Regions from separate parts of the Mus musculus genome. Here regions 2, 3, 4, 5, 6 and 7 are each linked to region 1. The links are chromatin contacts, called in public HiCAR-type and promoter capture Hi-C maps. All regions are on one chromosome and are shown on one strand. Each heading gives the region's core, a stretch centred on a gene start, on an enhancer-like site or on the middle of the called end of the contact. The rest is flanking DNA. Distances are from core to core; before and after follow the strand shown.

Region 1 (3,590 bases), core at 781-3,280:
AGAATTGGATCCCCTAGAGGAAGGGGGCCAGATGTGTGCCCAGGGCAGAGGTTCCTGCTCCCCACGGACCTCAGCATCCAAGCCCCCTCACCCTAACAGCATAATCACCTACACAGAGCTCTGCAGGCACCATCCCTAACCCAGGCCCTCAGCCTCTAAGGCTAATTCCAGCATGTCCAACCGGGTCTGCAAGGAGTAGGTTTGAAGGATAACTGGATACTCTACACACTACAATAAAGAAATGAAGCAGGTACCAGACACCTGTCCATCAAGCCATGAACATGGAATCCCTTCCTGGCTCTTCCTGTGTCGGGAAAACCCCTCTCTTACTGCCCTATCTCACCCTGAACTGTTAGCACTTCTATCTAGGGGATGCCTAGGCTATGACAGGGTCTTAGGATTCACAGCATTGCAAAGCACAGGGCCAGGCCCTCACTACACAGATAATCATGGAACAGATGTGTAGAGATCCAGAGTCTGCTGTCTAAAGGCTACCTATTGTCTTAACACTTCTAGAACCAGGGATATGAAAACCATGCCAGAGTCATCTTCCCCGCTAACCTTTTTGGGGTCCATGTTGAATTTCTTCCTGCCCATTGCCATCTTCCGGTTCCGCTGCAAGGTCTTACTGCAAAAGCAGGGTGGGGAGCAGCCAAGGGCCGATGCTTGAGCATCCAGGGCCCTGGCTAAGCCCCATGTCCCATGAGTGCCCACAGGCCTCACCTGCCCTCATTGGCCTCCAGACCCTCCACCTCGCTCATAGCTTCACTTAGCTCTTCTCGCAGGCGCTGGATCTCCACCAGCAGCTCCTGCTTGCGCCGCCGGATGTTCTCCAACTCCATGCGCTCCTCTGGAGTCAAGTCTGGGGGCTCTGGGGACCAGGGTCAAGAAATTAGTTCTGGGGGTCAGGACTCCTGCATCCTGAGAAAGGATTTGGGCTGGGGGCCTGGATTCCTGTCCAGAAGAGGAATGGGTACCAGAAGTCTGAGGAGAGGGAGTAAAACTGAGTCCTGAGTTTGTGTCAGAAGTGCCTAGGAATCCCAGCTCATAGGTCTGAGGATGAATTTCTGGGCCAATTACTTGAAAGGCAACCAGTCCCTGGGATTCTGGACCCATCACCACAATTAGAAACTCCTGAGTCTGAATTTTAGATGCTTTATTTGGAAGCCCTGGCTCCTTGGTCCCAACACAGTAGAACAGGATGCTTGGATATTGGAAACATTACTTGGAAGGACACAGGGCCTTGGACTCATGGCTTCATCATCAAAAGGGCTTTGGGGTCCTAGATCTCGGATGCAAATCTTGGAAAGACACCAGGACTCTGGCTTCTGGATCCACCACTGTAGGGATCCTAGCATGAACCTGGGGTGCATTTCTCGTAAGGGGGCCAGATTCTGGCTCCATCATGATGGGAAAGTTGGGGGTCCTGAATCTTGGGTGCATTTCTTGGAAAAGAAACGAGGTTCTGGTTCCGCCATAGCGGACAACGTGGCCTGGATCTGGGGTACACAGTAGAAACAAGCTACGGCAGCAGGACCCTGGGTCAGGGTCGGAAAGGACGGCGTTAAGCCTAGGTCCGCAGGAAGAAAGCCAGGCCGCCGCTCCCGCGGGTGTACGCCCCGCCCCGCTGCGCGCCCCGCCCCGCCCGCCGTCGCCGGAAGCGGGCTCGGCCCAAACAATGGCCCGGGACCCCCGGCTCTCGACCGCGCCGGAAGCCCGTCCCGCGCGCTGAAAGAAGCCTCGCCACTGCCCTGCTGTCCGCGGCGGGGCTCGGGAGCCGCTCCGCCCGCCCGCCCGCCTCGCCCGGCCTACCGTAGACACCGTCCTCCATGGCGGCTAGGAAGGCCCGCGGGGAGTCCGGGGCGGTTCCGCCGGCTGGGCCTGCGTCCGCGTCGGCCCGCGGGCTCGAGTGAGCCCGCTCAAACGCCCCAGGAGCCACCGCCGCCTCCTCAGCGCCCGTCCTCAGCGCCGAAAAGACTCTCCCTTCACGGCCCAACCGCCCGGCCGGTGGGGCCCGCCCCTTGCTTTGACACCACCCAATCTGCTGCGGGTCTCCCAGAATGCTCCGCCCCCTAGCCCCACAGGATCATTTCCAGGACCAATAGGCACACAAGAAGGAGATGCAGGCACGTACAGCTGGCGATAGACTGCTAGCCTGACCAATCGGACTGTGGGTAGTGTGCTCGGTCCCGCCCCCGAAACAAAGGAAAATCCTTGGCAGCTTTATCCTCCAATAAGAAAATTGATAAAGAAGTGACCAGGAGGTGTGGCTTCATGGAGAGGGGAGATTGCGCCTGCGCACAAGCCAGACTAGCGGTACTTAACCCTCCACCCCCCCCCAACAGGCATTCGTTGTTAGGGGGCGGTGCTTTGTTAGTTTTGTTGTCAAGGGCGGGGTCTCAACCTTGGGTTGCAGCTCGAGCCACACCTCCTGGCCCTCCACGCTAGCTTTTGACCGCAGTGGTTGCCAAGCAACTGCGAGCCACACAGGTCGGTCTTTTTGCCTCCTTTCTCAGGGTAATTCTCTGCAGGTCGCTATCTCTGAACCCTTTTCATACCTCTACATGAGACTTTCCTACATACCTCAAATCTCCTCAGAATCAAAGGATGGTAAATAAAAGCATTCTTTCTTCCAAATGTTATGGTATTGGGTACCGTGAATGCGCGGTGACTCTTCCTCCTAAACTCTCCCTCTTAGCTTCCTCTTCCTAAAATCCTGCCTTCCCCAGGCATTCTCCCAAGACACCCCTTTTTCCTCAGAATCTTCTGCCTGGCACTCTGTCAACTCTCCAAGACCCTGTGCTTAAAGTCCTCCTTCCACCCAACCTTTTCAGTTCCCACACTCCTGCCCCCCCCCCTTTTTTTTTTCTTTTCGAGACAGGGTTTCTCTGTCCTGGAATTCACCCTGTAGACCAGGCTGCCCTCGAACTCAGAAGTCCTCCTACTTCTGCCTCCTAAATGCTGGGATTAAAAGGCGTGCGCTACCACTGCTCGGCTCACTGCTCTTCTTAAACTCATTCCTCCACACATTATTCTCCTCTTTACAGGGAAAGCAGTGAGGGGCCTGTGTGATGGGGAACTCCGGCACACTTGTAAATCCCAGGCCCATGATGGGGCTTCCAGGTCTTGTCCTCATTTGTGTCCCTGAGCTGCTCAGGTGGGGGCGGATTCTGGGCCAGGACTTGGGTAAGCCTCTGGATTAGTCACGGAGCCTCCTAATCCCCTCTGTGACCTTTACGACTGGCGTGACCCATGCCTTCTCTTCTGGAGACCCTGGGTACACCAGTTCTACCCAGTTCTCTCTTTTCATTAGAATCCCATGTCCCTGCCTGTTCAGCCCAACCAACTTAGCATCCTTCTCCGCCATGGTCTCCTTTGTTCCCAGTCCCTGCCCTGGACTTGGAGGTGGGAGAGCTGCCAGCTAATTAATCCTGTCCGGTTATTAACTGGGGATTCTGAAGGATAAAGCAAGATGAGAACCAGAGGAGGGCATGGGTGGACTCAGCACTCAGGCAAGCCAGTGCCAGCGATGGTGCTGGCTCCCAGTAGGGAACATGAGTGAGGACACCTCTGCTTTCTGGCAACTCCCC
Region 2 (3,590 bases), core at 479-2,978, 970 kb before region 1:
CTTCAAGTGGTAGCCATTGTCATTGTAACTAGCTGTGAGTCTACAGGGGGCACTGATGATGGACAGACAGGGGATACTGTTGAGCAGGGCCAGACATAGGCTCAATGGGTAAGACAGATGGCCTAAGTTCAGTCCAGAGAACCCACAAGGAGAAATGAATGACCCCTCCGAGTAGAACACACACAAATAAGCAAATAAGTCATCTATGGCCAGAAAGATAGTGTAGTAGTTAGCAAGGCTTACTGTACAGTCCCAGAGACCAGAGTTCAGATCCCAGTCCCCACATACCATCCAAAGCTCCAGCATGTGTCTGCAGTGCTGTCTTCTGCATGCACTCACAGGTAGTGCACACACATGCTCACACATTCACACCCCCTCCACACCCCACACAATCTAAATCTTTGCGCTTAGTGAGAGGGTTCTGGACTTGCTGCCAAAACCGGCAACCTGGGTTCAACCCTGGAGCCCACTCGGTGGAAGGAGAGAACCTGCTACCACAGGTTATCCTCTGACCTCCACACACCCACACCGTGGCATGTGAATGCACACACACAATAAATAAATGTAATAAATAAACGTAAAGCAAACAGAGAGGAAAGAAAGCTGCCTCAGACCAAAACTAGGCCACACCCCTTGAGAAGTCTGAACCCAGCAGGGTCCCCTAAGGAGCCAAAAGGATATGGCATTAGGTCATTTCAGAAAGCAAACAGGCTCACAGGTTCCCGAGTACTCCCTGCCTTCCACTAGAGTGGGGAAGAGGAGCGAGTCGCCTACCTTCTTGAAGAGAATCTGGGTTGGGTCTCCAGCCTCCTCCACCGGAGCCCAGTGCAGAAAGACGTCGCTGTCCTGAGGGACATGGGGAGGACTTAGTAGAGTCACCCGAATGCCCCTCATCCCTCAATTCGAAGTTCCCACACATGTCACCTCCATCCCGGCCCACCTTTTCCACCACTCGTATGACGCCGGCGATGAGCGAGTCTGGATCCTGGTGTTTCCGGGCGCTGGTGTGCAGGTACACGCCTCCCTTTTCAAACACCACCTAGTGAAAGCCAAGGGTCTAAGGGAGGCGTTTTCCCCAGGGGCGGGGTCTAGAGCCCCTGACTGACAAGCGGAGATGGGGCGTGGCGAGTCTACAGTCCCGCCTCGCACCCCAGATGGGCGTGCGTTTTCCAGGGGGCGGGGCTAAGGGAGGCTCTCCCTAAGGACTGCGGAGAGTGACAACAGCATCGTAACTAGAAGCTGGTGCTTGCTAAGTTGACTCGGCCTAATCCCTGCACAGCAGAAGGTGGAAGCGGACCATCAGTGGGGGGCGTCTCCTGTAGATGAGCGAGGGAATGATTTCCAAAGTCTTACCCTGTAGCTGGATCCTTCCATTGCCGCCGCGGAGGTTCCACTGCCCCTATCTCCTCCTTTTCCGGGTCAACTTGGTGTCATATCCGGAAAAATAACGCTCCCTTCCAGGCTAGATAGTGGTAGCGTCCCCGAGGTTGTTAAGGCTGCAGTGGGTGAGACCATCTGTTTGAACAGGGTAGTAGAAACTCGAAGACATAGGTCACGAGGTGTAGAACGCAAAGTTGGCAAGGGTCAGCGGGACGGCGCAGGCGCACTGCGCCACTCTCGCCACGAAGTAAACAAGTAGGAGGACCCATGCTCGCAGCCCAACTCGTGATCGCTCGGGAACGCCTCCTTGGCCCTCTCCATATTTTATACTGGCATCGAAGCCAATACTGTGCCGTTTTTCTCGAGGACAAACCAGAGCGGCTTGGTGGAAGCCATGTTAATGCGGGGCACTACCATCTCTTTGCGGGGCACGACGGCGGGGTGCTGGAAAAGCGAAACGGAGAGAGGAAAAGGTGAGAGAAGCGGTATGGCACCAGAGGCGCTGAGGGGCTCGGGATAAAGGGTGAAGCCGTCAGTGCTCCTGGAAACGAAGCTGCCCCAAATTTCTGAGTCACCGTGGAAAGAGGACTGCACCACCATCTTGAAACTGGGCAAACCGAAGCAAGAAACGCTGCCATATTGAATCTTTGCCAGCTTTGTGTTAAAGGGAACGAGCGAGGGCCTAGAGGAGGGGGTCTAGTGTGGACGGAAGGAAGTGTCCATATGCTTTATAGGCATATGAAGCCATACTAACTGCCACGTCGGGACGGGAGCAGACGTTGAATACGAACGAGGGACGTCATGCCGCTTGCGTGTGAGCATGGGCATGCAGTCATGCCGCTTGCCTACGCTTGTGTGAGCATGGGCATGCGGTCATAGTTGTTGCGGGCAATTCGAAACAGTAGCAAAAGTCTTTTGCCGTATTTTCCATCCGTGGGCACCCTTGCTGTCGCTCTTGCCCACGGCTTGCCGACGGAGCTTCTAGTTGCTATTTTGATTTGAGGCATGCAGGATAAGGGAGGGGGAGTGTACACAATGGAGGAGGGGCAGCCACACGGAAATGACGCAAGAAGCCGCCATGCCTTTTGAGGGCGGCGACGGCGCCTGGCCGGCCATGCTGGCTACGGGCACGTGAGTGGAGGCGGCGTTGTGAGCTGGGGTTTGGGGAGGGTCTGGCCTTCCTGAGGTTGAGGGGCAGTGGGAGGGCGAGCCCCCGTGGGAAGGGTATGGACTGCATAGGTCAGGGGGGCAGTGATCGTCCTGCGACTCCTGGCCGACTGCTGAAAGAGCTCACGCTCAACCCCATGTGTCTGACTCGCGACGAAGTGTAGACGAGCTTCACTGCGGGGGTGCCGACGGGCTGGAACCCTCACGCTGGCGGTGAACCATGTCCATACGGCTGTGTGTGCTGGGGGTCGCGGGTGGGTGAGGGGGCGCCCCGGGCGGGACTTCCGGTCCCGATCCCCACCGGGGGCGGGATTTCCTGTTGTGTTCCTAGAGCAGGGGCCTCTCTGGGCTGCGGGCGTGGTGTAGCCCTGGTCGGCGGCCTCACTTCGGTGGTAGGATCCTTCTTGGACGTCCCGCACCGTGTCCCGTGCTGCGGCCGTTTTCTTTTCTATCTCTCTTCACAACTGTCCTGGGAGGCCTGCACCTTCCCGCTGGACAGCTCCCCCTTCCTGGTTTGCCCCAGAGTCTTGCCTCATAGGAGGCCATAGGCCTAGGAGGTTGGAGTAAGTTGCCCTCATTCCAGCCGCCTTCACAAGTCATTCACTCGGTGACACTGCTGCTGTGGCTGCCCCCGAGATCTCGTGCAAAGAGGCTGAGACTTGCCACTCTTTGCCCTCACGAAAGTGAGGACCGAAGCTGTGTCATCTTGGATCAGTCACTTTCTTGCCCTTAGCCATAATCCTAAACTTCCAGCCTCCTTTATTAGCTAGGAGAGGTGGAAGGTGTGTGTAGGAGTTGCTGGGCGCCTTTTAAAGCTGTAGGTAGGACTTTGAGGCCCAGCAGACAGTAGTGTCAAAGCACTGCAGCTTTCTCCCTCTCCATGGAAAGATGGGATGGGGGGATGCAGTCTAATGAGGTAGGCAGGGTGGAGCGCAGTATTGGCAGAGAAGGCTCTAGACACAGACTGCTCTTCTCAGTGGTCAGCTCTGCCAGTATAACAGTCAAGAGCCTGGATTCAGAGCTTCAGGCTGTAAAGTGGGGTG
Region 3 (3,590 bases), core at 598-3,097, 940 kb before region 1:
CTAAGGAAGCTAGAGTCTACCTGAACCAAAACGTTTACCTGAATGCATGCTGAACAGTGGTGCCAAACATGGCCACGTGTCCCCTCCTCCACCCCAGGGTGCAAACTAAACTCTTTTTCCGGCCAAAACATTTCCAAAAGACCAGTCGGTCTCCTGGGCCAGTCTCTAACCAGACTAGACACACTCCAGGCCAGAGACCCTTCTGATTGTCACCAACGCATCTCTGCTCTCTGCTAAAGCTCGTGAGTCCTTTATACCCGGTGTGATGACAAACCAGAAAGTTCTCCCGGTGACTTAAGTAGCAGAAGAGCCTAGGTCTTCACTGCTGAGGGGCCTTCCTGATGGTTCTGCAGACCCAAGCCCTCAGGATTACAGCAAATCCGCACACTGGCTGCCTGGGCTGGGTGTGCAGTGAGACACTACAAGTGTCAGCATGTACACCACCACACAGTCGGTGAAAATCAGGCAAACACACTTAGGAACCTAAACAAAATCCAAAACTATTCAAGTGCGGGGTGAGGGATAACCATTAAGAGGCTTGTGTGTTTGCCTGCACCCAAAAACACCTGTATGCCCACAACAGCAGGGAAACAAACTAGGAACATGAAGCCCACTAAGCGCCAAGTTCGTGTTTACGCATGCCTGATTTGCTGTTTGCGCACTGCATGGCCAGAGCCAAGTCACATTTGTAGAAAAGGGACACATATGAGGACCCCAGGAAGGGCTCCCAACACCAAGAGAAAACTTCAAGCCTAGGCTGTACTACAGCGAGGGGTGTGTCTGCGTTCCTCAGGTGATCCAGGCGACAGACCCGCCTCAGCTCCTCGGAGAACAACGTCGTCAGAAGTCTGAAGTGGTCAGTACCACGCCAGGGAATAGCTTACCGCTGGCCAAGCATGCGCAGGTGTGGCCACGAGTCCACCATCACAATGGGGGCAATTTTGTTGCCCCAAGAAAATCTCAATGTTTCTAGAAAGTGCGCGCACGTTTACTGAGTGGACAAAAAGGTGACAACCCCACGAACTTACAGAGCTGAATATTTACCTTAAGCTTTATCTTAAGGCTTAAGGTCTGGGCTAGCTGCGGGGCGGGCGGGTATGCAAATAGAGGGACTGTCCACAATCGCCATCTGGCCCCGGGGGACAACGCCCCCGCGAGCAACAGCTGGGCGCGCGTGTAAGCGCCGGGCTCCTCCACCGGCCGCTTCGCGCATTTCCAGACCCGGAGGCCGAGGACCAACTTTGCAATTGGAAAAACAAGCGTGCACCCCAGGCGCCCCCCGCGCGCGTGTGCAGCCGGCCGCGCAGTCAGCAGTAATTCGAACCCGCCCCGCCTCCGTACCCCGCCCCCCGCCCAGCCCGCCGCGCAACAAAGGGGAGCGCCCAGAGCCGATCAAGGACTGATCCCGGACCCCTGGGTGCGCCCTCCCGCGGGAGGCCCGTGGGCGCTGCGGACAAAGGCGCCCGCCAGGGGAGGGGTGGCGGGGCGGGGCGTGCGTGGAAGGCTCTGGAAACAGGCCGTGGGACTCACCATGGGAGGGGCCGAACGAGCCCGGATCCGCGGTGGCTGCGGGCCTCGAGGACCGCCAGGCCAGGAACGTGAGCGCACGGCGCGGACGACCAGGGGCCGCGGTGGCCGGCCACGACCTCCGAGGGGGCCCCCGGCGCCGGAGCGGTGCGGGGCACGGCGCGGGCGGACCATGGCGGGTGGGAGGCCGTGGGCCTCACGGGGGGCTGCGGGTCCGCCGACCGACAGGCGCGGGCGCGCGGCTTCGGGGAGAAGCGGAGCGGGACCGCGGCGGGGGACGCGCCGCTGAGGGGTCGCCGCGGCCGAACCACTGCAGCGAACAGGGGAGCCCGGCGCCAACCAACGCGAAGCTGGGGGGAGATGCGGGGGGGGTGGGCTGGCGCCTACCAACGTGGAAGAAGAGGGAGAGCCGGGACCAACGCCGGGGAGAGGAGGAGCCGGCGCTAACCAACAGACTATGGAGCTGGGGAGCCAGCGCTGACAAACAGGGATGGAGGACTGTAAGGGGGTGTGGCTGGAGCAAACCAAGAAGGTCAGGGAGGGAGGGTTTCAGACTTGGAAATGACAAGAGAGAAACTGTGCTACAAGAGTTCGAGCTGGTGAGACAATACCAAGTCCTCACTGCTGGAGGGACAGAAGGCGGTAGACAGGATAATGGGTGGCGCGACGGAACCTACCACCAGACTGAGGGGTAGATGTAGGAACCAGGCGTTCTTGCCTCTTGGAGGCGGTGACGTGGCAAGGTGGCTAAAAGACTACAACTTCCAGCGGGTCTCTCGCAGCCTGGGCGTGACCAGCATAGCTGCTGGCCCATTTGTCCAGGGTCTGCCCACTGTTGCTTGGGCCTTCTAGCAGTTGCCTTACCCAGATCACGTTCTTGATCTGAAAGGACTGTGCAGTGGCATTTCTTGCTTCCGTTTGTTTTTAACCTGTGATACTATCCAGCCTTAGATTATCTGCGCTCGATGTAAGTGGCGTTGTGTTTACGCAGTGTTAGCTTATGCACCCAGGCTGACCTCGAACTCCTAAGCCTTCTGTCTTCACCTTTAATTGGGTGTGCACTACTACACGTGGCTGTTAAACTATATATAGGGTGCTGAGGTTTGAATTTATAGCCTCTTGCATGCGAGAAGTTCCCTCCTGCCTTCTTTTAAACTAGAAAACCTATTTGGACTATACTTTGTTCTTCCTTGCTGATTCATACACTACTTTAACCAAATTATATCAGGCCCCTGACAGCACACCCAAGCTATGATGCCTGTCACCTGGAGCAAATGTCCTGGCAGTAGGCTGGCTTTTTAAAAATCTCGTGTTTTATAATTGATTTAAAAAGCTAAACTGGAAGGTGAGCAGCAAGAGAGGTCACCTGGTCCTTGTCTGCCACCAAGCCTGACAACCTGGGTTCAATTTCCCTAAACCCTATGGTGGGAGGAGCAAAGAGACCCTTACAAAGTGCTCCCTGAGCCCCACACAAGTCCTGTGTCACATGTGCACATAATTCAGAGTCTGCTTGCACTTCAAAGTGAGCTCAAAACCTGATTGGGCAACTGACTTAATACGACAGCCTTGTCTCATAATTAATAAACAATAATAATAGAGATTGAGTAGTGACACTAGGCATTAATTAAAAGGTACGGGAAGCCGGGCGTGATGGCACACGCCTTTAATCCCAGCACTCGGGAGGCAGAGACAGGCGGATTTCTGAGTTTGAAGCCAGCCTGGTCTACAGAGTGAGTTCCAGGACAGCCAGGGCTACACAGAGAAACCCTGTCTCGAAAAACCAACCAACCAAAAAAAAAAAAAAAAAAAAAGGTAAGGGAAAAGGGTCACACCAACTTCATGAGATTGAAGCCAGCCTGGTCTACATAAAAGTCTCCATAGCAACAACAGTAAGGAATCCAGGCAGAGCCCAAAGCCCACTAGTGGAGCAGGTTGGCTGCAAATGAAGTTGATGGCAGCAGTGGCAACAACTGATTTTGAAGCTGAGCCCAAAGGGTTTTGCAGGGCGACAGAGATAAAGGGTGAAGAACAAAGCCAGGACTTCACAACTGTCAAGGGCAAGC
Region 4 (3,590 bases), core at 654-3,153, 920 kb before region 1:
ACTGCTATTCAAGTCCTAGCAACCACAAGGCAGTTCAACTCCAGTTCCAGGGTATCCAACACCCTCATATAGACACCCATTAAAGCAAGACATCAATGCACATGAAATATAAATAAATAAATTATTTTAAATTATTTAATTTAATAAACAAAGCAATTGCTCTCAGACATACAGTAATCAAGCAGCTAAAACTGCTAACTCAGCAGGGTGTAGCAATGCAACATGGGAGAACTGAGCATAAGGACCAAGGCCAGCCTGGGCTACACAGCACGATTTTGTCTCAAAAAATTATTTTGTTTTATTGTATCATTTAAAATACAGAAGGAGAAATCTAATATTTGTCGGTGGAAAAAATTGTTCAATTCCTTGCACTTATCAAAATTGAGTATAGCCGGGCAGTGGTGGTGCACGCCTTTGAGGCAGAGGCAGGTGGATTTCTGAGTTTGAGGCCAGCCTGGTCTACAGAGTGAGTTCCAGGACAGACAGGGCTACACAGAGAAACCCTGTCTCAAAAACCAAACAAACAAACAAACAAACAGAGTATAAAAAGACATTAGAAGGGCTGAGATGGGGGCTGGACTGGACTGGAGAGATGACTCAGCTGTTAAGAGCATTGACTGGTCTCCCAAAGGTCCTGAGTTCAAATCCCAGCAACCACATGATGGCTCACAACCATCTGTACAGCTACAGTGTACTCGTATATATAAAATAAATAAATAAATCTAGAAAAAAAAAAGAAAGGAAGAAAGAAAGAAAAAAGAAAGGAAGAAAGAAAGGAGACTGAGATGTTGAAAAAGGAATCGGAATTTCAAGGACACATGGCAAGTCCCAGGTCTGCATGGGCTACATGAGACCACACCTCAAAAATACACTAAACAACAACAAGCAAAAGAGAAAGAAAGGAAAGCAAAGAAAAAGAGAGTGGCTGGCATTCGCCATTCCAGGCCAAACAGCTACCCTGAGTTCCAGGCCAACCAGGCCTAAAGGCTGCAACTCACCCAGAAAGTAGAAAATAAAGACACGAAGCTGTAGCCATACTATTTTAATAGCCATACTATTTTAAACTAGAAAATAAATTTTGATTCTTACAGTGCGTGTGCCATGGCATGTGTACAGAGGCCAGCTTTGTGGAGTGAGCTCTCTATTCTACCATGAAGATTCCAGGGGTTACAAGCTTCTCAGGTCTTCATGGCAAGCCCTGGGATGTGCTGAGCCATCTCCCTGGCTCCTAGCCATCCTTTGGAAGAAAGCTTTGGAAGTGATAGTACAGTGATCATATCTGTGAAAATCTGTCTTGCTACCTCGGTGCTAACTTCTATTGTTGCATGGAACAAAGTTTTCCGTGTTTTACCTTTCGACACGATACACCATCATTGGCATTAATTCGTTACAGAAATTACGTGGTTTTCATGATTTTGGAAAAGGTTCTCTTCTGCCTTTCACTAATAACAAAAACAACCATCTCATTTGGTGGTTACTAGGCAACACTGCCTGGATCAAACCATTCTGAAAAAATGAGAGGGAGACGGTGGCACAGCGGTTCGGAGTTTTGAAACAGAAATTATTGTGAATGGTAGTTGCTAGGCAACGCCTGAGCATACGGCCATCTTTGACTGGGGCAGGGTATTTCCCACTATGGAATGAAAGGCCACGCTGCAGTTGCCAGGCAGTGCCTTAGCACTGTCCCCATCCTCAACCAGTTGTTTAAAAAAAAAAAATTAGCACGTAATTACAGCACACATGAAGGTTTGTAGGCAACACCTTAGCACCATCACCATCTTCAAACTAGATTCTTCATTCTCGTTATACAAAAGATGTGAAGCTGTCCAGGAACAACTTGAACGCTTGGCAAGCAATACTTGTCGCCATCTTTGTTAGGGTCATGATGACTTCCGGCCGGGGCGGAAAAAGAATCCTGTTGGAGGGGCTGAGTTGATGAAGGCAGGAATTTAGCCATCCGGCTTCTCGCCCTCTGGCGGCTCCAAACGGCAGGCCGACTTGCTTTCACTACCCGCATGCTCCTAGATCCACACCGAGAGTCTCCAGGGGGGTGACTTGTCGGGTGCGGGCTTCCAGATGGGGGATGAGGGGCCGGGAAGCCCGGTGCATCTGCTGTGCCTCGCAGCCTCTAGCGGGGTTCCCCTGTTTTGTCGGAGTAGCAGCGGCGGCGCCCCCTCCCGTCAACAGGTGGGGGCATTCGACTCCTTCGTCTAAATAAGGGGTTTGGGAAGCTGGGATGGCATACCGTGCAGGGAGTAGAGGCTCGGAGCCTTTAGGGGACTAATAAGCCTGGTTTCCTGAAGAACTTTGGGGGGATGTGGGGAGACGGCAAAGTGGGACAGTGAGGTCTCAATGCTTCCCCACTCTTCAGCTTCCTTTCTCTGTCATCGGCTCTCTCAATGGAGTCCACATGTTCGGCCAGAATCTGGATGTGCAACTGAACTCTGCAAGAACGGAAGACACAACCGTAGTGTGGAAGAACTTCCATGACAGGTCCCTTGGCGGGAGCAAGGGAACAAGATCTGGGCAGTGGTTCCTGGCTTAGGTGACCCCAGAGTCCTGCCAGTGGTGACTTGGCTGTGGGAATCTTTGATAAGCTACTCACCCTCTCTGATCCCTGCGTTCCCAGCAGAATGTAGCCAGCAGCATAGGAATAGCCCAGAGACGCTGAAGCGCTTGGCTCCGTTTCCCAGGCCTGACCTCTACTTCATTCTTGCTTCTCTTCTTTCCTCCCCACAGTATCACTCTCATTGTTCTGTCATCTGAGGAGGGCACCTCTGAGCTGAGGCTGGAAAGAATGCTCCACATGGTGTTTGGGGCCATGGTGAGACTGGGCCCTTTTTTCTCCAAAACTCAAGAGAGCTGCACCCCCAGCCTCTTCTCCTTAGTCCAGACCTGCATTTTTTTCTCACACCCAGACATCCAGACCTCAGCCCTCTTCCCTCATACCTAGGAGTCCAGGAGCCCGACCTCCACCTTCATACACAGGGATCCAGACCTGGCCTTCCTCTCAACACCCATTCAAATACTGTCCTCTCTGACTAGATCCTATTAAGGACCCCGCTGTCCTATGTGATTCTTCTAGGTTCTCATTGTGGGACTTGAGGAGCTGACCAATATCCGGAATGTAGAAAGACTGAAGAAAGAATTGAGGGTGAGGCTGTGGGATGTGAGTGACGTTAGGATCCCTAAGTCGTGCCCATTTGTCTGGAACTACAATTCCCACTATGCATAGGGAAAGCCCATGGGTTCTTGAAGAGCTTGTTTAATCCTGGAGCTGGCCTCAGGTTTTTCTGGGCTGATCTGGCCTACGTGGGTCCTAGATGCCTCTTTTCCTCTACCAGGCCAGCTACTGTCTCATCGACAGCTTCCTGGGGAACTCAGAACTCATCGGAGACCTGACCCAGTGTGTGGACTGTGTCATTCCTCCAGAGGGGTCTGCCATGCAGGTATTGGGGCAGCTATAGAAATAACTGTGTCCCCACGGTTCTGCTCAGCCTTCCTTTGTTTTCTTTCTCTGGACATTGTCCTAACTCCCTCTTATCATCCTGGAATCAAGTTTTACCTGGAACCTTCTCACCAGGGTACAC
Region 5 (3,590 bases), core at 434-2,933, 880 kb before region 1:
GACACCTACTGAACTCAACATCCCCCCCCCCCCGCCCCCGAGCAGCTTGGAGGAGTCCTTCTTTAGATGTTAGCCAATGCCAACAGCAGCTACAAGGACCTGGCCTAGGACCTCACCCCACATCAGCCCAGCCACCCCTCATTAAGAAGCCATCAGCAGCCTCTCCTGACAGGAATAAACTGAGAGGTGAGGTCCCTCGTTCAAGGTCACCCAGTGACAGAGTTCTGTAACACAAAGCCAGCTCTGGCTGACCACATCTACTCATGGACCCTCTGAAGGGTCCTGACAGCTCCACACAGAGCATCTACTCCCTGGAGTTGAGAGCTGACCAGCAGCCAGGCCAGGCCATTGTTACAACCCTTCCTAGAAGGGACTATGGTCCTCATATTGCTGTAATAAGCCAAAAAAGGCTTGGATCCAGGCCTGCCTTGTTCCCTTCCTCAGGGTACAAACTTCCCCTCCCCCAGCTTGATAGAGCTCTTCTCACAGAGCATTAAGATACCTTGCTTCCATCATAAACACTCACTCTGTGATACCTTCCCAGAGCCTGCTGGTATCTTAGGTTCCCCAAGACTTTATACTATAGTCCCTTATTTTTTACATGTAGCCTCTTCAATGCTGTCCTTGTTTGGGGGTGGGGGATTAGGGGGACGTTAGCTGTTTCAGACAGGGTCTCTCTGTGTAACCCTGGCTGTCATGGACTCACAGAGATCATCAGCCTACCTGTGTCTCAGAGGTAGTAGGATTAAAGGCCTGCACAAGTACACCTGGTGCCTTCCATGTCTTTTACACAATCTTCCATGTAGAGTCTTTTCATACATCATCCTCTGGTCCTCTGTCCCTTACCTCTTCATCTCTGGTCCTTCTGCTGTCCCCCCAACCTTATCATCTCTAGTTTCTCTGCTATGTCCTCACCTTATCATCTGGGGGCCCTATGGTGTTGTTCCTACCCTATCATCTCTGCTTCCTCTGCAGTTTCCCCACTTCCATCACTGATCCCTCTGCTGTCCCCCACCTTATCTTCTCTATCCTTCTGCTGTCACCCCATTTCTATTTCTGATTCCTCTGGTATCTCCCCACTTCATCATCTCTGGTTACCCTGATCCCCCCCCCCCCCCACACACACACACACACTTTATCATCTCGAGTCCCTCTGCTGTCTTCCCACTTTATTATATCTGGTCTTTCTGCTGTCCCCAATTATATCATCTCTGGTTCCTGGGCAGTTCCCCAACTTCTGGCCCCTGGCCCTAGGTGGTTGCCCGCCTCCCATCTCTTCTGCGTCCCTGATTTCCTCCATCTAGGCTCGAGATGGCACTGAATGACCTACCTAACCCGTTGCCCTATTCCCTCCACCTCCTCCCGCCACGTCCGCCCGCGCCATCCTGGTCCTTCCCGGGAGGACACCCCCGCGCTTCCCTGCTCCCTCCGCCCGGTCGCCGCGTGACCCCCGGGCCCCGGTCATGAGCTCACAGTTCCGGATGTCGGAGATGAACACGGCGAGCCCACGCATGCCATCGCCTTTGGATACAGCCGGCATGATGGCGGAGGGCTCGGCTCCAAGCCTGGCCGAACGGGCGCGGGGCTGGCTGGCGGCACCGGGCGGAAAGGACCCCAGACGGCGCCGAGGAGCCGGCCGGGGGAGGGCGGGCTAGCGGCGGGCTGGCTGCAGGCCGACGCCCCGCCTCAGACCCGCCCCTACGGATTGTCATCCGGGAACGTACGCCACTTGTTAGCTGAGAGCCCTGCCGCTCACAATAGAACGCCCGCCCTCCTCTCTCTCTGATTGGCTAAATAGTAAAGACACCAGGTGATGATTGGTGCAGTACCGGGCTATTTCCGTTCGGAGCAGGGAGGCAGGGGGCGTTGCCCTAGAGACGGGGGAGTTCGATGACACACTCTGGGACCGCCCCCTGAACGGCCGAGACCAACGCTAATTGGATGGACTACCAGCTCCGCGCCAGTAGGGCGGGATGTAAGAGGCCGAAGGAGGCGGAACTTCGGGAAAAGAAGACCAATGGGTGAGGAGATTGCTCTTCGCAAGGCTCTGCCGATTCGCCGGAAGCGTCATACTTCCGCCCTCGAAGGGGCGGTTGTGGGGGGCGGGCAAAAGGGCGACGATCCGTAGAGAAGGAAGGAGAAAGAAGCCCTGTCAGTTAGCTGAACTGCGATAGGTGGAGCGATGCCTGCAATTCCCTGCTGCAGAGAGGGGCTGGGCGAGGCGGTAGACCGTGAGGTGTCCACTACGCAGGCGCCTCCCTCTTCCCAGTCGGTCTCCACTCCCGAGCCCCGGCCTCGGGAGCATTCCCTTCCCTAAAAACAACGCCTGGAAATTTGACTTGTCTGCAAACCTCTTATCCATGAGAGGAGGGACTGCCGGTTAAGGATTGTTACCATAGACACTGAGGTCCAAAGAGATTGAGTGGCTTCCCCAAGACTACAGCTCAAAAATGGAAAACTGGGATTACTATTTTGGTTTTTAAACATTTTTCAATATAGGTTACTCTTTTTTCCTCCCTAAACCCCAGTACCGAAGACAATCTGCCTATAATGGTCATAAGATCAAAATTGCTTCCTCCATCAGTTCTGGAGAACCACTCAAGGAAAAGCCAGTTAAAGCCACAGCTGAGGACTGGGTCAGTTTGTTTTGCTTCCGACTCCCTAGGTTCTATGGTTCACTAGTTGCAGGGAAGTCAAAGCCCCCAGAACACCAATGCCCGGGGTTATTGAGAAATTTGGGGCAAAGGGACTTGGGAGAGTCCATGTCTATTATCCCCATGAACAAAACGGCACCCCTGACAGGCTTTTCTAATTTGACACCCCCAGAATGGGTCTAGAAGGTAGTTATGTCCTGGGACCTAGGAAGAGGCAGCACTGAGTCCTTGTGAATAGAAGGTAGTGTTCTGTGAGTTTGAGGCCAGCCTGATCTATGTAAACAGCTCCAGGATAGCCAGGACTACATGGAGAGTCCCTGTCTCAAAAACAGAAAAGGTTAAGGATGTAACGTTTAATCCCCCAGTGAGAGAATGGGTGTATGTGTGGCTCAGAGGTAGAGCCTCTGCCTAGAACTCCCCAGTGAGGGGCTGGGGTGTGGCTCAGATATAAACCTCCTGCCTTGAATCCCCCAGTGAGGGACTGAGTCCTGTTTCAGTGGACGAGTACTTGACTATTACATCCAAATGCTGAGTTCAATCCTCAGCACTGGAAAAAAAAAAAAGTCACAAAATCAGATGTCTATTTCCTAAAGAGTTTCTAAGTATTAGAGACTTCATAAAATACTTAAGGATACAGCTTGCAAGAGATGTTTGGACTAATCGTCCTAGGAGGGATGTGAAGAGGAGACATAAAATGTAGCAAGAATATATACAAAGTCTGTCTCCAATTAGCCTATCTTCCTATTCGCTGCTTCTCTGCTCCTGTAGCCTGGTAAGGACAAGAGGAGTTATTGAGCTCTGGGTGAAAAGAAAAGCCTTTAATTCCAGGCCCCTCACACACAGATGGGAACCTCATTGTTCCCCTACATGTCCAGGCTGTTTGTGTAGCTGTTGTTCTGATATTGCTTGTTTGTTTTGAAACAGAGACACACTATG
Region 6 (3,590 bases), core at 732-3,231, 830 kb before region 1:
CATGGGCACTGCCCAGCTGTTGCTCCCCTTCACTACCTAATCCCCCCCCAAGAGATTAGGTGACATTTCCTGACACACATGCCAGGCTGAAGTGCCATGAATAAACTGGAGGGAGGGGTAGGAAGGGAAGGGTGCTGTCGCCTGTCCTAAGAGGATTCCATTAGAGAGACGTAGCACACCACCAAAGCAGCAGGCATACCACCAACTCACACCCACACCAACACACAGAGGCAACCTGACCTCTTTGGTTTCCCTGCCTTTCTGAGGAGGTATCATATATGCCTTGGAAAACTGGGTCCAGCCCATTCCCCACCTCACCTGGGTTCCCACACTGGAACAGCCTTTTCTTTTCTCTGTCCACAAGTCCCAGGGCCCAGGGTCACCATAGTGACCCTGTAGGCTAACTGATCCCTATTTATGGCAGATTTCCCAGCAACTGACCTTCCCCTCCAGAGAACTTGAAGAGGTATGGGCCCCATCAAATTAAATACCATCAATGACTGCCACCCAAGGCTTCCAGAGAAACGTCACAACCTAACCAAGCTCTCAGCTCCCCACAGCCTGGGAGGTGAGATTCCCACGTGGGCCCCACTTTTTCAATAGTACAGACGGACACCAGAAGGTTGACAAATGACTGAAGAGAGCTTGAAACCCATGTCTAGGACCTGCCTTACAAGCCTGATGATGAGCTACTCAGAAGTCAAAAGAAAATGGCAAGTTCAAGGCCATACTCAGCTACAGGGTGAGTTCAAGGCCAAGCACATTTTTTTTTTTGAGGCAGGGTTTCTCTGTGTAGCCCTGGCTGTCCTGGAACTCACTCTGTAGACCAGGCTGTCCTTCAACTCAGAAATCTGCCTGCCTCTGCCTCCCAAGTGCTGGGATCAAAGGCGTGCGCCACCACCGCCAGGCTCAGGCACATTTGTTTAATTAAACTAAGTAAAAAGTAGACTGAGGAATACAGCTTAGGATCGAACAATCAACGATAAGCAGGTAAGCAAGGCAGATGCTAGAATTTCATTCTGTTTTGGGGGGAAATTAGGCAAAAAGGCGGAAATGTTCAAAAAGGGGTCCCTTGCCACATTCAAGTTGGTAAAAATGGAGCTCTGTGGAGGTTAAGGCCCATGGCCATCCGAACTCCTTTATCCCCCACCACTGACCTCTGACTATCCATCCACCCGAGGGCCCTCCCATGAAGGGGTGGGCTTGGGCCACGCCCCATGAAAAAAGACGCCCCTCTCACACGCCCATAGTGACCACGAGGGGGTGCCCGGCGACGGATCCGGATCTCCTCGGATGAGATTCCCCACCATCTCCTTAAAGAGAGGTCACAGGGCTATGCCCATCCCCCCCCCCCCCCCCCCCCGCTGCACAAGGCTAACACAGAGTTGGGGAAAGGGAGGCTGGGGACTGATGTTCTCAGGCCCCACGCGGGTGCAAAGAGCCCGGGCTGCATGGACATCCACAGCCGAGCCAGGGAGAGCGGGTGGCAACCCCTGGACCCCTTGAGTGCAGCCCAGGTCATCGGGCTGGGGGCGGGGCCTTTGTCCTGCACGTGGAGCCCACGGGGCCCCTCGAGGCGGCACACCCCCCTCCCCACGCTACTCTGCGAGACCACGTGCGGCCCGGCTGGAAGCGCCCCCGGCCCGCGACCACGTGCGACAGTCCTCGGCTCGGCTGCGGGTCCCAAAGCACCGAAAGCCGAGATCTCTCCCGTCACGATCGAACACATCCCCCGATGCGGACCAACGCGAAGCCAGGCACATCAAAAGGCCCCGTCCCCACAGTTCAGGCCGTGGGCCACCCGTCTCGCGCCGCCCCCGGGCCTAAAGAGCCCAGCTACTCACCTCCATGATGCAGTTCGCGGCCTCGGCTGCCGCCATCTTCACCCGAGTCCTCCGGCCTCCGAGACCCCCCCCTCTCTCTTTTCTCCCCCCGGCTCGACCGGGGACCGCCTTTTACCAGAGGGTCCTCAGCCCAGCCCCCGATACCCCGCCATAAGTTCTCATTGGTCTGTAAAGCCGTCCATCTGAGAGCTTCATATTTCAATTGGATGACAGACACGCCTATCAAACATAAAGTGCCCGCCCCCCTAGCGTTTAAAGGCCCGCCCCCTCCTGTCCGCTAGGAAGAGAACAACTGCCTGTCTGTCTCACCCAGCACGTGTGACGATTGGGTAAAATTCACCAGATCTTCCCGCCCCTTTCTGGCCAGCTCCGCCCTGGAGCTTCCCGGCGGGCTCCGCGCTAAGCGGACGTCTAGAAACTGACTTGTCTATCATTAAGCTAATCCCCTCCTCCCTCGTTGATATTGGCTGAGCCAAAGGTGACGTTCGCGGCTCTAACGCCACCCTGTTTAAGCGACAGGCCTAGAAGAAGAGGGGCCATTGGCCCATAAGGAAGCAGGCAGAGCTTTGGGCAGCAGCAACTGGCTCTTAGGAATGTCAATCATCACCATTCTGTGGATTCCTCTCCCCCATACCCCCTACCCCGGTCTTGGATGTTTTCTGGAGGAACTGGGGAGCGTGGGCGCGTTAAGTTATAGGGAAAACCCCAATTCCTGAGACGTGGATGAGGGCGCATTCTAGTCTGTGATTCCGAAACCAGCCATGATTCGCTGTGAGCTTCCCACCCCTGTGCTGGAAGGCGCCAAGTTCTGAACACCTGTGGCCTCCTCGTGGCCTCCAGGTCCTCTGCGGGAAACACCCAGCGTCCTTTGTCTGACCAACTCCTACACGTCAATCACCGGCAATTCGGACGCCACCTCTTCCAGGAAATTTCCCTGAATCTGCAGAAAGTTACTCCTTCCCTGAGGATGGATGTCAGTTGCTGGATTCGTGAACCTTCCCTTTGCCTTCAGTCCCACCAGTCTATGGTCCAAACATAAGATCCTTTAAACTCCCGTATGAGCCCTCCAGTGGGAGCTTCCGCATAAGGTACGCGAGCACATCTGACCTGTTTCCTTCCAACGCCTAACACTTACTTTGTATAGTGTGAGCATGCATTCGTGTGTGCCTTGCACGTATGGAGGTCACAAAGCAATGAACAGGAGTCCTTTCTCCCACGATGTGAGTGTAGGGAATTGAACACAAGTCGTCAGGCTTAGCGGCAAGCACCTTTACCCTCTGCTGCAGACCAACACTTACAATCTGGTAGATCTTTTGTTTGACTGATTCTCACTGTGCCTTGGGCCTGGAACTCGCCGTGGAGATCAACCTGTTTTTGTCTCCCAAGTGCTGAGATTTAAGGCCTATGAAAATCTTGCCCAGCCAATATGGTCCCCCTTTTTTTCCCGTTTTTCCTCGATAGTGTTTCTCTGTGTATCCTTGGCTGTCCTCTTACTCATAGATCCGCCTGCTTCTGCCTTCCCAAAAGGCATGCTTCCCACGCCCAGTTCAGTATGATTTTTTTTTCCTCTAAGATTTATTTTATGTGAGTACAACAGCTGTCTTCAGACACAGCAGAAGTGAGCATTGGATCCCTTTATTATAGATGGTTGTGAGCCACCATATCGTTCCTGGGATTTGAACTAAGGACCTCTGGAAGCGCAGTCAGTGCTCTAAATGGCTAAGCCATCTCTCCAGCCTTTTTGTT
Region 7 (3,590 bases), core at 491-2,990, 760 kb before region 1:
GTGGTCCTCCCTTGAAGTCCTCCCATGCCACAACAGAACGAAAGGTCCAACACTGCAAGGACGCACGGACAACCCAAGACCCGCTGAAACGACACGGACCCTGAATTAGGAAAGGAATCCAGCCAGGCCAGGAGCAGGAGGTAGCTTGTGTCCCAAATGGCAAGGGGAGAAGGTGGGGAGGGGACAGGACACAGGGAAAGTCCCAGGTACAAGTCCTGACACGAATTCGTTGCATCCCTAGGGGCTGAGGTTCAAATGCACCGGCCTAAGTGAAGCCAGATGCGTGTACAAACAGGAGTTCAATTCACCCGTGCAAAAGAAAAGGTCCCGAGTGTGAAGTCCCACTCTAAAAATTTATACACGCTGGGGAAAGCTAAGTGTGGAGGGGGAGGAGGGTGAAGGGCAGGTGAAGAGTGAGGACACAGATTAAACTACAAGAGGCAGGTTCACGGGTGAACACGCGGCTAGCCACGCGTGCACAGGGCCCACGCTCACACACACAAACACAAACGGGGAAGAGACACGACTCTGTTCCAGAAAGGGCCCAAATCCGTGGCCTTGCACCAGAGGGCAAACAGCGCGCCATCAACCAGGATTCACAGCTTTGAGCAAGGTGGGGAGCAGAAGGGGGCGTGTCCCTAATCTCAGGACCCCCCCAAACACACAGAATTCTAGTTTAAGAAGGGGGCGGGGCCCCTTGCCCACTCTGCGCGGGGAATTTCTTGGAGGGGGGAGGGACCGAGTGGCCCGGCCTCCTGCAGCCCCGGAACAATAGGACCTGGGAGGGGGTGCAGCCCCCCAGGTCTGCGAGCTGATTCTCTTTTCCTCCCACCTTTGCAGTTGCAGAGCCAGGGGCGCCCGGGGGGAGGGGTCAGCACGCCGGGAATCCAAAGATGGGGGGCAAGTCCAGGCCTTGCTTCGCCAACCCTTCCCATCTTCCCAAGGCCTTCCCGGTTCGAATTTGTTTTTGCGCCTTGCCTGCTTCGTTTCTCTCTTTTGCAAGCAGGAGCTGGCTTTGGCGGAGTTTGCAATTTGCAAACTGGGGCGGCGGCGTTGTTACAAACCCAAAGAAGGCCGCTCCCTTGCAAAAATCGGAGGGGGAGTTGGCGATGCACGCGTTGCCGAGCGGGCCCCAGGCCCAGGCCAGGCAGGAATCCCCCCACCTCTTGGCCCATTTCTCTAGGTCCCCCTCAGCTCCTTACCTAGCTTTCGCTGACCTCTCGTAACTCCATCCCGCCCCGGCGCCGAGCGGGTCCCCGAAGCCGGCGCTGGGGTAGTTCCTGTCCATGAATTGGCCGCGGTGGAAATTGGGGGGAGGGGGAGGGAGGGGGAAAGGAGGGGGAGCGCGCGCGCTCTCCTCCGCCGCCGCTCCCTCCGCTGCTTTTTTTCCTCCCTTTCTCTTTTTTTTTCTTTGCGGCCACCGAAGGCCCGGGAAGGCCCCGGGCGGGGGAGGGAGGGGGCAGGGACGGAGGGGCGGGCAAAGGAGGGGTGCAGCCGCTGAGCCAAGGAGGGGGGGTTCCCCCTGGAGGAGGGAAAGGGGGGAGGAGGGACCCCGCTGTCTCCGCCTTTGCCCCGGCGCTTGCAAGAGAGAAGGGGACGCGCGCTCCGGAGGGGGCGTCCCGGACGGCCCCGGAGTGGGTGCGGGCGCTGGGTGCTCGCTCTTTCGCCTCCGCCGCCGCCACCTCCTCCTCCTCTGCGCTCACGGTGCAGCCATCTTTGCACAAGGCGGCAGGGGGAGGGGGGAGGGGAAGGGGGGCGGGCGGCGGGGTGTCTGGCTGCGCTCCGCTTCCTCCCACAATCCCGTGCAAATGTAAAAAAAAAAAAAAAAGAGAGAGAGAGAGCGCGAGCGAGCACTAGCGGAGCCTGGGAGGCGGGGGGGGGGGGTAAGCGAGTGAGCGCGAGCGCACCAGCGGAGCCTGGGGGTGTAGGGCACAGCGCCTGTACACAGAGATTCAGTTCCACCGCGCGCAAATGCGCCCAGAAAGGGGGCTCAGTTCTTTTGCATTTTTATTTTTTTCTCATTGTTTCAATTTTTTATTTCTTCCATCCCCCCTTCCTTTCCCAAAGGGTTTTTAAGCAGAGGGCAGCTCAGATCAACTCCATTTACCCGGGTGCAACACAAGCGTGACACCCCGCTTACAGCACATTGCAAATGCGCCCCCCACCTTTATACTGGATTACAAACCGCCCATGTGCCCGACTGGGGAAATACACGAAGTCAGGCGTGTGCAAGGGCCTGGTTCCCTGCGCGTACGTGCCCCGCGGCACCAGTGGAGTGACAGCCGAGTCACGTCTGATCCGAGTTTCCTAAAAGGTCTGCCCATTCTGAGGCAGGGCCACTGCTCAGACGAAGTGTGGGGGGGGGTCACTGGAGGGCCGGGGGCACCAACTCGGCAACAGGATGGTCAGGGACGTGCGTGTATGCGTGCCCGGCGGAAACACGTGTGTCATGGTAGACCTCGGGTCCGACGACCCTGACTCCCCCACGGACACACTGAAGCCCAGTCGTCGAAGAAGCTGGCGACTTCCGGAATCCGCTATGAATCAGGGGCACAGTTCAGGGAGCCCGCGCTGCAAGCAGGTCTTCAGTGAGGCCTTCTGAGGCTATCGGGGATGGGGGTTGGGAGTGCAGAGTCAAACATCCCAGCCGCCCCCTCCACCGAGCCTACACCGACCCGCCCTTGGTGCCTCAGCCAATCCTCAATCCTGTAGGCACAAGCCCCACCTTCCTCAAAAGCTGCACTCTTGCAAGGCTGATCCACGCCCCTATAGACAATTGCGTAGGGTCCGCCCTCCCCTGCAAGCTCCGCCCTATGTAGGTTTTCCTAAGCACCAAGCCCTGCCCTTGGGGACACGCCCCTCCCACGCGTTGCCTCTCCCCCCCCCTCCCTCTGGCACCACCCAGGCAGAAGCCCCGCCTCATACCTGGAGTAAGGGGGCGGAGGTGCGTCGTGCACCCCGGAGGCTGCTAAAGCCTGCTCATAGGTGGGAAGGCCTGGGGGCAAGGGTGGAGATTGAGGCGTCTGAGGACTCAAGGGGATGATGAGCCCGGTCCTGGAAACAGAAAAAGTGTGGTTAGTATAAAACCTACATTATAGTTGGAGACAAGGGGGTCAGCGGTTAAAACACTTGCTGAACTTGCTGAGGACCCAGGTTCCAATTCCAGCACCCACATGGCTGCTCACAACCATCTGTAACTCCAGTCCTGGAGGAGCCGACACCCTCTTCTGATCTTTGACGGCACCAGGCACATAAAAGAAAACTTTAAAAGAAACGAATAAAAAGAAACCTACAGTCGGGAGGTGTTGGCACACACGCCTTTAATCCCAGCATTTGGGAGGCAGAGGCATGGGGATTTCTGAGTTCGAGGCCAGCCTGGTCTACAGAGTGAGTTCCAGGACAGCCAGGGCTACACAGAGAAACCCTGTCTCATAAAAAAACAAAACAAAAACACACAAAAAAAGAAAGAAACCTACAAGACCTTCAGAGGTGTAAGAGAGATGGCCCAGAAAAGTGCCTCAAAGGACACCCTGATGGACATGGACATGAACCTGGATGTGTACTCTCATCCACAGAAACAGGTGCCCCAG

What was found. Promoter capture Hi-C pulls out the DNA fragments that hold promoters and counts their contacts. HiCAR-type assays count read pairs that join an accessible place to other places. Capture Hi-C pulls out chosen DNA fragments and counts their contacts.
Region 2: a contact with region 1 is called in a promoter capture Hi-C map of liver, with 3 times the contacts expected there. The contact joins the promoter of Akt1s1 here to the promoter of Cyth2 in region 1. A contact is called at or near these places in 5 of 39 promoter capture datasets (hematopoietic stem and progenitor cells, liver, neural stem cells and 1 more), 4 of 484 Hi-C or Micro-C datasets (CD4 T cells, CD8 T cells, cortical neurons and 1 more), 10 of 115 datasets of contacts at active chromatin or transcription factors (CD4 single positive thymocytes, astrocytes, bone marrow-derived macrophages and 6 more) and 2 of 9 other capture datasets (adipose tissue and liver).
Region 3: a HiCAR-type map of astrocytes shows a contact between it and region 1, with 3 times the contacts expected there. The contact joins the promoter of Ptov1 here to the promoter of Cyth2 in region 1. A contact is called at or near these places in 2 of 39 promoter capture datasets (hematopoietic stem and progenitor cells and liver), 1 of 484 Hi-C or Micro-C datasets (cortical neurons) and 5 of 115 datasets of contacts at active chromatin or transcription factors (astrocytes, double positive thymocytes, embryonic forebrain and 2 more).
Region 4: a contact with region 1 is called in a promoter capture Hi-C map of adipose tissue, with 3 times the contacts expected there. The contact joins the promoter of Fuz here to the promoter of Cyth2 in region 1. A contact is called at or near these places in 3 of 39 promoter capture datasets (hippocampal neurons and liver), 1 of 484 Hi-C or Micro-C datasets (CD4 T cells), 2 of 115 datasets of contacts at active chromatin or transcription factors (astrocytes and thymic regulatory T cells) and 3 of 9 other capture datasets (adipose tissue, liver and macrophages).
Region 5: a contact with region 1 is called in a promoter capture Hi-C map of liver, with 3 times the contacts expected there. The contact joins the promoter of Ap2a1 here to the promoter of Cyth2 in region 1. A contact is called at or near these places in 2 of 39 promoter capture datasets (liver and pre-B cells) and 2 of 9 other capture datasets (adipose tissue and liver).
Region 6: a contact with region 1 is called in a promoter capture Hi-C map of adipose tissue, with 4 times the contacts expected there. The contact joins the promoter of Prmt1 here to the promoter of Cyth2 in region 1. A contact is called at or near these places in 6 of 39 promoter capture datasets (cranial neural crest, erythroid cells, liver and 2 more), 1 of 484 Hi-C or Micro-C datasets (CD4 T cells), 4 of 115 datasets of contacts at active chromatin or transcription factors (embryonic forebrain, memory CD8 T cells, regulatory T cells and 1 more) and 2 of 9 other capture datasets (adipose tissue and liver).
Region 7: a promoter capture Hi-C map of liver shows a contact between it and region 1, with 2.1 times the contacts expected there. The contact joins the promoter of Prr12 here to the promoter of Cyth2 in region 1. A contact is called at or near these places in 2 of 39 promoter capture datasets (both in liver), 1 of 115 datasets of contacts at active chromatin or transcription factors (embryonic hindbrain) and 2 of 9 other capture datasets (liver and pancreatic islet).

What each region holds. Positions count from the first base shown.
Region 1 is chr7:45,812,286-45,815,875 of GRCm38.p6, forward strand. It overlaps Cyth2 (cytohesin 2), which reads right to left and starts at 2,031. Exons shown (of 13, transcript NM_011181.3): 1 at 1,813-2,031; 2 at 724-871; 3 at 562-628; 4 at 1-13. The coding sequence starts at 1,831.
Region 2 is chr7:44,847,496-44,851,085 of GRCm38.p6, forward strand. Akt1s1 (AKT1 substrate 1 (proline-rich)) reads left to right here and starts at 1,729. Exons shown (of 5, transcript NM_026270.4): 1 at 1,729-1,853. It overlaps Tbc1d17 (TBC1 domain family, member 17), which reads right to left and starts at 1,584. Exons shown (of 17, transcript NM_001042655.1): 1 at 1,354-1,584; 2 at 941-1,039; 3 at 775-846. The coding sequence starts at 1,374. Mir707 (microRNA 707) reads left to right here and starts at 2,204; the gene lies at 2,204-2,276.
Region 3 is chr7:44,867,821-44,871,410 of GRCm38.p6, forward strand. It overlaps Ptov1 (prostate tumor over expressed gene 1), which reads right to left and starts at 1,848. Exons shown (of 12, transcript NM_133949.2): 1 at 1,531-1,848. The coding sequence starts at 1,701.
Region 4 is chr7:44,894,176-44,897,765 of GRCm38.p6, forward strand. It overlaps Fuz (fuzzy planar cell polarity protein), which reads left to right and starts at 1,904. Exons shown (of 11, transcript NM_027376.3): 1 at 1,904-2,187; 2 at 2,372-2,493; 3 at 2,740-2,824; 4 at 3,086-3,154; 5 at 3,345-3,449. The coding sequence starts at 2,077.
Region 5 is chr7:44,927,807-44,931,396 of GRCm38.p6, forward strand. Ap2a1 (adaptor-related protein complex 2, alpha 1 subunit) reads right to left here and starts at 1,684. Exons shown (of 24, transcript NM_007458.2): 1 at 1,474-1,684. The coding sequence starts at 1,540. It also overlaps a transcript of Tsks not described here.
Region 6 is chr7:44,984,439-44,988,028 of GRCm38.p6, forward strand. Prmt1 (protein arginine N-methyltransferase 1) reads right to left here and starts at 1,982. Exons shown (of 10, transcript NM_001252476.1): 1 at 1,845-1,982. The coding sequence starts at 1,880. Gm15545 (predicted gene 15545) reads left to right here and starts at 2,462. Exons shown (of 2, transcript NR_045266.1): 1 at 2,462-2,932.
Region 7 is chr7:45,051,594-45,055,183 of GRCm38.p6, forward strand. Prr12 (proline rich 12) reads right to left here and starts at 1,741. Exons shown (of 14, transcript NM_175022.3): 1 at 1,203-1,741. The coding sequence starts at 1,288. It overlaps Prrg2 (proline-rich Gla (G-carboxyglutamic acid) polypeptide 2), which reads right to left. Exons shown (of 7, transcript NM_022999.1): 6 at 2,926-3,054; 7 at 2,011-2,604. The coding sequence ends at 2,586.